2 separate regions of the Ovis aries genome follow, and region 2 is linked to region 1. The links are chromatin contacts, called in public Hi-C maps. All regions are on one chromosome and are shown on one strand. Each heading gives the region's core, a stretch centred on a gene start, on an enhancer-like site or on the middle of the called end of the contact. The rest is flanking DNA. Distances are from core to core; before and after follow the strand shown. Region 1 holds the start of ANKRD44 (ankyrin repeat domain 44). Region 2 has its middle 47 kb from the start of TRNAC-ACA.

Evidence for each region. Hi-C and Micro-C count contacts between places; a contact is called where the count stands out from the background.
Region 2: a contact with region 1 is called in a Hi-C map of blood, with 1.8 times the contacts expected there. The contact joins the enhancer-like site here to the promoter of ANKRD44 in region 1. A contact is called at or near these places in 4 of 16 Hi-C or Micro-C datasets (blood, hypothalamus and tail adipose tissue).

What each region holds. Positions count from the first base shown.
Region 1 is chr2:199,623,558-199,627,583 of ARS-UI_Ramb_v3.0, reverse strand. ANKRD44 (ankyrin repeat domain 44) reads left to right here and starts at 1,534. Exons shown (of 28, transcript XM_042244028.2): 1 at 1,534-1,642. The coding sequence starts at 1,616.
Region 2 is chr2:199,679,993-199,683,965 of ARS-UI_Ramb_v3.0, reverse strand. It overlaps the pseudogene LOC101123614. Among named protein-coding and RNA genes, the nearest start is that of TRNAC-ACA, 47 kb to the right of the region's middle. Within about 2 kb of position 1,980, at least 9 of the 54 cell types and tissues checked have an H3K27ac peak or open chromatin away from gene starts, as enhancers often do.

The DNA of each region.
Region 1 (4,026 bases), core at 285-2,784:
TAATTTCATGGCTGCAGTCACCATCTGCAGTGAGTTTGGAGCCCAAAAAATAAAGTCTGACACTGTTTCCACTGTTTCCCCATCTATTTCCCATGAAGTGATGGGACCAGATGCCATGATCTTCGTTTTCTGAATGTTGAACTTTAAGTCAACTTTTTCACTCTCCTCTTTCACTTTCATCAAGAGGCTTTTGAGTTCCTCTTCACTTTCTGCCATAAGGGTGGTGTCATCTGCATATCTGATGTTATAGATATTTCTCCCGGCAATCTTGATTCCAGCCTGTGTTTCTTCCAGTCCAGTGTTTCTCATGGTGTACTCTGCATATAAATTAAATAAGCAGGGTGACAATATACAGCTTTGACGTACTCCTTTTCCTATTTGGAACCAGTCTGTTGTTCCATGTCCAGTTCTAACTGTTGCTTTCTGACCTGCATACAGATTTCTCAAGAGGCAGGTCAGGTGGTCTGGTTAACACTTTACTATGATTACATATACTACTGTTGTGTGTGTGTCCCATGCTCTTTTACAGCTGGGTCTTCTATCTGTTGAAGAGTAGGGTAACTGGATTTTGTAGAAATGAGTGGGTCAACTGGTGGAAACCCTCAAAAAACCAATTAACGCAGCAGTACAAGACCTTTTCTTCTCCTGTAACGTTGCTCCATCTTCTTCGTCCCCAAATCAAAACCCAATGTTTGAATTTAACGATGGGGTTCTGCGTGTCTAGCAGGGAGGTAGCTGGAGAACAAGGTAAAAGGGCCAGAGCCCCACCTCCCTACCCTCCAAGAGTTTCACAAAAACTAGCTAAAGAATGAGTCAGGGTCTCCTTGTATTAAACAAAGAGAGCACCAGCCTTGCGGTCCCTGACCAGGTGGGATGATTTGAAGAGCTGGGCGGATTCCGGACTAGGGAGAGGTTTAGAGGAAGGCGTGTGGTCCAATCTCCTGATTTGAAATTGGCTACAAGTGAATGCAGCCTTTATTGCCCCTCGGGTGTATCCACAGGGAGTGCTCACGAGGTTGTGTGTGTGTGTGTGTGGGGGGGGGGACGGTGTGTGAGACAGGGCGAGGGGAGGGGTCACGATCAGCAACCCCCCACCCCTCCCCAGCCCGGGGGCCTCTAAACGTGTACGCTCTGCGTGGGGGGCAGCGTGGGCGACCGGGGGGCCCGGTCCCGCTAGCCCGCGCGCAGTGTGCAGGTGCGGAAAGCAGGCGGCAGTCTGACCCTACCGTGGCGCGCCCGGTGCGGGAGCCGGGGAGCACCCTGAGCCGCGGGCTGCGAGGCGCGCCCGCGGGCGGCAGGAGGCAGCGTCGGCCCAGGCGGCGCGGCGGCGAGCGAGGCAACGCGCGGTGATGTCAGTGGCGGCCCGGCTGGCAGCAGCCGGTACTTCCTGTATAAAGGCGGGCGGGCTCGGCTGCAAACCCTACTAGCCAGTGTCAGCCTCTCGGCGGGAGGAGGAGGAGAAGGCGGAGGAGGAGGAGGAGCAGGGGGAGGGCTGTCAAATTCGGGAGCCAGATTTTTTTCCCTTCCCTTGGCAATCCCTTCCGCTTCCCCGGCTCCTGGCGTGACATCTGCGGACCGGGGACCTGTATGTGTGTGCGCGCGAAGGAGCGGAAGAATGGCAGTGCTCAAACTCACCGACCAGGTAGGGGGCGGCGGCGCCGGCGGGCGGGACGCGCGGGCGCAGGGCGGCGCGGAGCCCCGGCAGGGGGATGGGGGCGCGGCACGGAGCGCGCCCGCGAGCTGTTTACTCGCGGCGAAGGGGAGGAGTGTGTGCGGCCGCCGGCTGCTCCGAAAGCCGGCGGCTGCAGCCCTCCTCCCCGGCTCGGTCCCCGCCCTGGGCCGTCGGAACTGCGCGCTCGGCTCGGCGGCTGGGGCGCCCCGGGGGTTGGGGAAGGGGCGGCGGGGCTCTAGCTGGCGTGCGGGGGTGCGTTGTCCACGGGCCCGGGCTGGGCAGGGGGAGGGGAGGCTCGAGGTGCTCCTCCGGCGCTGCGCAGCTTGGGCTCCTCCAGCCCGGGCGGGCGGGAGAGAGGCTGATGCGCGCCGCCGGGAAGAGGAAGGTGGATGGAGAGGGAGAAGGATCGCAGCCTGGGACCCTTTTCCCAGCCAAGCTGGAGACCGGCCCAGACCGTGGCTCTCGTGTGGTCGGGCTGTCTTTATCCTTTTGACGTGACACCCTGACTTCCTCTTTGGTAGCCCAGGGGCTGTGTGTGCGTCGTGCACGATGGAGATCTCAGGCACGGCTGTCCCTAGAGGAGGTGAAGTTCGGCCCGGGGTTCCACTCACAGTCGGTGGGCTACCCTCTGCCTGTGTTGATGAGCTTTGTCGCTTTCCGGCTAAGCCATAGCACGGGGTAGCTCTAGAGCCCTTTGCTTGGAGAGGTGGGGATGTTTGCTAGCTCGGTTGACAGTCCTCGCTGGAGGTCTGAGGCACGAGACACCCCTACCTTTTCGGACGCTGCTGCTCTGAGGGCATTGACACAAGCGCCCAGCCAAGTTGTATGACAAAACTCTGTAACTCCTCCTACGAAAAAAGGAAACAGCTTCCTTTTATTTCTTTTGCCATTTATTCATGGATAGTGAAATGAACATTGTTTTGAGGTCCTGGTAGGCGGAGAGGCAGACTTGACTTTGACACAGGCGGTCAAACATGCCAGCCCTTGGTGTTTAAACATCTCATACTTCTCAAGTGGGTTGCATCTGGTGCCTCCCTGTCCTCAGTATCTAGCCAGAACTTCCTGAGACTTAAGTGCAATCAATCACCACAGTAATTTGTTCTCCTGCCTTTAGAGTCAAAGTTTTGCTTTGCTTTCTGTATTTACAGGCTTTAAAAATTTTCTTTTTATATGGGGGAGGGATCACTGAATTAAAATGAACCTTATCGTTAAATTTAGCAGGAGGAGCAGCTGGTAGTGATGAATCTATTTGTTTCCATTGGTTCCAGAGCATTTAAGAGTACTTGTAAGTTGATATTAGTTTAGCCCTACCCCCAACCCCCCACCTTTTAGTCACATACTTTGACAACTGTTAGACATTTGTTTTAAATCTTTCGATTTTAGTCTGCCTTGGTCATGTTATCTTTTGCCATTGCAAGTTACTCTACTTCTCTGTTAATCTCTAAATATTCATCTTCAAAGTACACAAAATGCTTCTAATAGGTGTTGTCATTTTCACATACACAAAAGAATTTTACATAGAACTTTAGAGCTGGAAGGGATGCCAAAGGTGATCTTCACCCAAATCCTTAATTTTTTAACAAAGAAACTGAGGTCTAGACAAGAGAAGCAAGTCTTCCTCAAGGACACAGCTCTTGGACTTGTAGGGCAGAGATGCACTCCTGTCTCCTGCCTTCCAGATTTCTGTCCTTTCTTCTAGGGATGGTTGATATCTCCTGCTGTCTTGTCATCAGCTGTGTTGAAAGGCTGACAAGAAGGCATCCTCTGCTAAATCAGGATCAACCCTGGTGAAAAGTATTTTTTGATTTTAGAAAGTTATTCTCCAGGACTTGTCCGAGTAGAACTTTTCAAAGAGTTTCTCTTTTAAAGTGTTTTTGAATACATCCCCACCCTTCCCCCAACAAACTAGTCTCACTGTGGAGGGCAAGAAAGGGTTGTATAATGTTTATTTGATTCCATCTCCTGCTGCATAACAGGAAACTAAGGAGTTCTAAGATTCATGGACACCTAGAAGTTGACAGCCTATGGGGCAAAGCCTGAGGGAGAGGAGGTGGACTGGGTGGGGTAGAGTGGTGAACAATTATGGTTTCTGGGAGGCCTTAGGTCCAGGAACTGTGTGGTCTTTCTTGCCTTATATAGTCTTACCTTTCAGTTTGAAACTCTAAATTCTTAGAAGCTGGTTCTTAACCTCATCAGAGGCTTAAAATCCTTTGCTTAAACTCCTACTACAGGAGCTTTGCTTCACCGTTATGGTAGGGAACCACCTGCTTCAGATCTGGACCTTACGAGTTTGTAGAAATGCCTCGCTCTCCACTCAGCTGTGTATTAAAACAATCACGTGTTAATTCTCTCTC
Region 2 (3,973 bases), core at 731-3,230, 56 kb before region 1:
CGGCAGCCCACCAGGCTCCCCGTCCCTGGGATCGTCCAGGCAAGAACACTGGAGTGGGTTGCCATTTCCTTCTCCAATGCATGAAAGTGAAAAGTGAAAGTGAAGTTGCTCAGTCGTGTCTGACTCTTCACGACCCCATGGACTGCAGCCTACCAGGCTCCTCCAACCCATGTTGTCCCATAAATACACAAGGTGAGGAATTTGCATTTAGAAACATGTCATAGACACATACTATTCCATCTTTAACTTGAGGGACTCTATTAATGTTCTATTATTTAAAATCCTGAAAAGCAGAGTGGGGAAAAGGAAAGAGGCAAGATTCCATGTGGTTGCCCAGTGGGTGTGCACAGACAAGAGATGTGCAGATGGGCTGGGTCTGGTTGGCAGAGAGTTAATGTTTAGCCCACATGGTCAGCTCAGAACTAGAAATAGAGAAGAATTCAGCAGGGTATTCTAAGGTTCTCTGATGCCTTCTCTCTCTTAGTCCGGAAATCCTAGGTGGTTCAGCTCTAACTCCCTCATGTCCCTCTTCCCAGGTTGCTGCAGTACCTTGTCCCCATCCTTGTCTGTTAAGTTCCATTTGTATTTGGAGGCAGTTTTTAAAACTGGCCCTTTGCAGGTAATAAGAGCCTGGCCATTTCTTTTCATAATAATTTGGAGCTTCTTTCATTAGCTTTAATGTTTCATCCTACTTGTAGAGACAGCAATTCTCTTAGGCACAGGATAGGTATTAGAAACCTCTCCTACTAGATGAGTTAGATGAGACTCAGGGGACATCCCGGTCCTTTGGTCACCTAGGGTGTTATTGGCAGAATCTGGGTGAGAATTTTCGCATCCAGACTCCCCTGGAAACTCATCATGCTCATTCACCAGGTTCAGTGATGGGACAGGGGAGATGCAGAAAGACAGGATCAAGGGAGAGCATGCACGTTCAGGTTGAGCACACTGCCTGGTCCAGTACGTGGTGACTGCCGTGATGGGATCACAGGGTGGCCCAGCTGTTGGTATAGGAGAGAATGTGGAGAAAATAAGCAGACATTTTTTATCAGAGGCAAACTTTTCCATGGAAAAGGATAAAGGTGGAGACTTATCTAAGGAGGACAGGGCATCTTGAAGTGTCTTTTACTGGGTCAGGCCATGCTTTATTTTATTCTGTTGCCACAACAGCCTGGGAAATAGTCATGACTCTGCCCATTTCTCAGCTGGGACAACAGAGTCACAGGGAGGTAAGCAATCCCCAGGACAGCTGCACTGAACACCTCTAGGGACTACACTGACAGAAAGTACCATGGGAACAAAGCCCCCTGGAATTATGCAATATTACACAGTTATTAGGAAGCAGAGCTCACATGTAGGCTATTTGGCTCCATAGCCTGAGTTGTTAGTACCCCTTCACACTGCATTTTCCAAGACAAGCTTTTCTGGAACCCAGCCTTACCCATGCAGGCCCTCATTCATTTATATCTCCAATTTAACAAGAAAGAACATTGCACAGGTTATAGTTGTGGGGGAGAAAAACCACCCCTGAATTCAGGGTCAGAGGTTGGGGTTGAGTCCTGCTTCTGCCTCTGACTCTGTGACCTTGGCCAGTCACCTCCCCTCTCCACACAGTCATTTGCCATTTGTACATGAAGAGAAAAGTGATCCTCTCAGGCTTGCAGCAATGGTTCTGTGAGATTAATGAAGGTGAAAGTGCTTTGTAAGCTGTGAAGGTCTGAACAAACTACAAATGTTCATACAAATCAAGAGATGGAATGGGACCAGCAAGCGGCCATTTATTATGTGGACTGATATGTATGCAGAGTGTGGACTTTTTATGCCTCATTTGCTCCTGTGAAAAATGTATAAGCGACAGCGTCTTGAGTCTGCACACAGAGGATGGGGCTTTTGTGTGTGCTGCGGGTGTTGCAGCAGCTGAGGGAGGAGGCCAGGAAATGAAAACCATGTGGCTCTGAGTTGGGCCTTGAAGCTTCAAACTTCCCCACAAGGAAGAAGAAAAAAAACTTGCTAGATGTTCTTGGGTGATAACGATGAGAAATATGAACCCAGCCTATGTTCGCTGGCTTCTTGTGTTTCTCTTGAGCAAATGTTTCAGTTCTTGAGGCAGCTTAACAGCAAAATCACCTTTCATTTGTTGAAATATAACAAAATTGGGCAGAATCAGAGGCTTAGATGCTGTAAAAATAAGCTGTAAAATTTAAATAAGTCTTAAGTGAACTGGCCTCAGGCATTTACTTGAGTTGAAAAGGAGTTGTGTAAACGTGGATCTTGCTTTTTCTTACCATCCTCTACTATGCTGGCTGGCCGTGACTGTGTGCTAAAGTGCTCATGCTTACAATTCTAGTCTCTAAGGAAAAAGAAAGCGCAAATAAAGTTCTTTTTAGCCCATCATTTTCTCTCTAACCCACTTTTAAAGGAAGAATCTGATCAGGTTGTCTAAAAAGGCACACTCAAGAACTTCCATTCATAAAAATCTATAGTCTGAGCATTGTGAGGTAATGATGTTTATCAGACATCATTTTAATTGAATAATTTTTTAAAAAGCGAGAGATGGACACTTGTGAATTGGATGGTGCTCCTAGGCTTTTGGCACTTCCCAGGTGGCGCAATGGCACCCCACTCCAGTACTCTTGCCTGGAAAACCCCATGGATGGAGGAGCTTGGTAGGCTGCAGTCCATGGGGTCGCTAAGACTCAGACACGACTGAGCGACTTCACTTTCACTTTTCACTTTCCACTTTCATGCATTGGAGAAGGAAATGGCAACCCACTCCAGTGTTCTTGCCTGGAGAATCCCAGGGATGGGGGAGCCTGATGGGCTGCCGTCTATGGGGTCGTACAGAGTCGAACACGGCTGAAGCGACTTAGCAGTAGCAGCAGCAGGTGGCGCAATGGTAGAGAATCTGCCTGTCAATGCAGGAGACATGGGTTCGACCCCTGGGTTGGGAAGATCCCCTGGAGTAGAAAATGGCAACCCATTCCAGTTGTCTTGCCTGGAAAATTCCATGGACAGAGGAGCCTGGCCAGCTACAGTCCATGGGGTCACAAAGAGTCAGACACCACTGAGCATGCATGCACACACACAAGGCAGGATGGAAGTAAAAAAATTCTTGACCTCAATTTGAAGAACTGAGTTAGATAAAAGGATCATAACACACACATGTGTATGTATGGGGTAGGGAGAGAAAGAGAGGTTCTGGGAAGAGAGAGAATTTAGTAACATACAGGGGCTATGATCAGACATGAACAATAAATAGTTCTCACATTAGAAATATTGAAGCAGGGAAGTACTGATATTTGTCTTGTGAAACTCTCTAAACAGATTAAAACTACATCTCTGAATTAAAGGAACAGCTTCTTGAACATGTACTTTAATAGAGACCTTTCACCCCAAGTTGCTGAGATGAGCAACAAACCTAAACAAAGCAATAAACTCAAAGGAATGAAATGCTCCCTGGTTATTGAGAAGAGGAACTGGAAAAAAGAAAGTGACTTTTCTCATAGGAATGGACAGTGGTTTTACGTTTGAACTTTTAAGAAAATTCATTGACCCTTAGGATTTGGAATAACTTCAGAGATTCTTTCATCCAACGTCCCTCAGATGAGTAAACTGAGACCCAGAGAGATTCAGTCTTGCCCAAGGCCCACGATGAGCCAGCCCCCCACTCCAGGCCTCTGTCAGCACCCTGCATAAAAGGATCAGTGAGGCTTCCTCTCCAGGCTGGGACTCAGGATGCGGGGGCAGTGGCTGTGGTATAAAAAGAGGCCTCTTTTAATATTCCTTCATTTTAAAAGTTTAACATCTGCTACAGAGAGAGGAAAATAAATTCCACTGGCTTCTTTTTTCATTTTATTTTGTATTTAAGAGTGGGGGTAGAAAGAGGGGCTTGAAGTTGAAGACAGTAACATGAGCCGTGAAAGCACTCTGTAATCCATAATTAGAAAGCAAAATGCTTTACAGATGCGACCAAAAA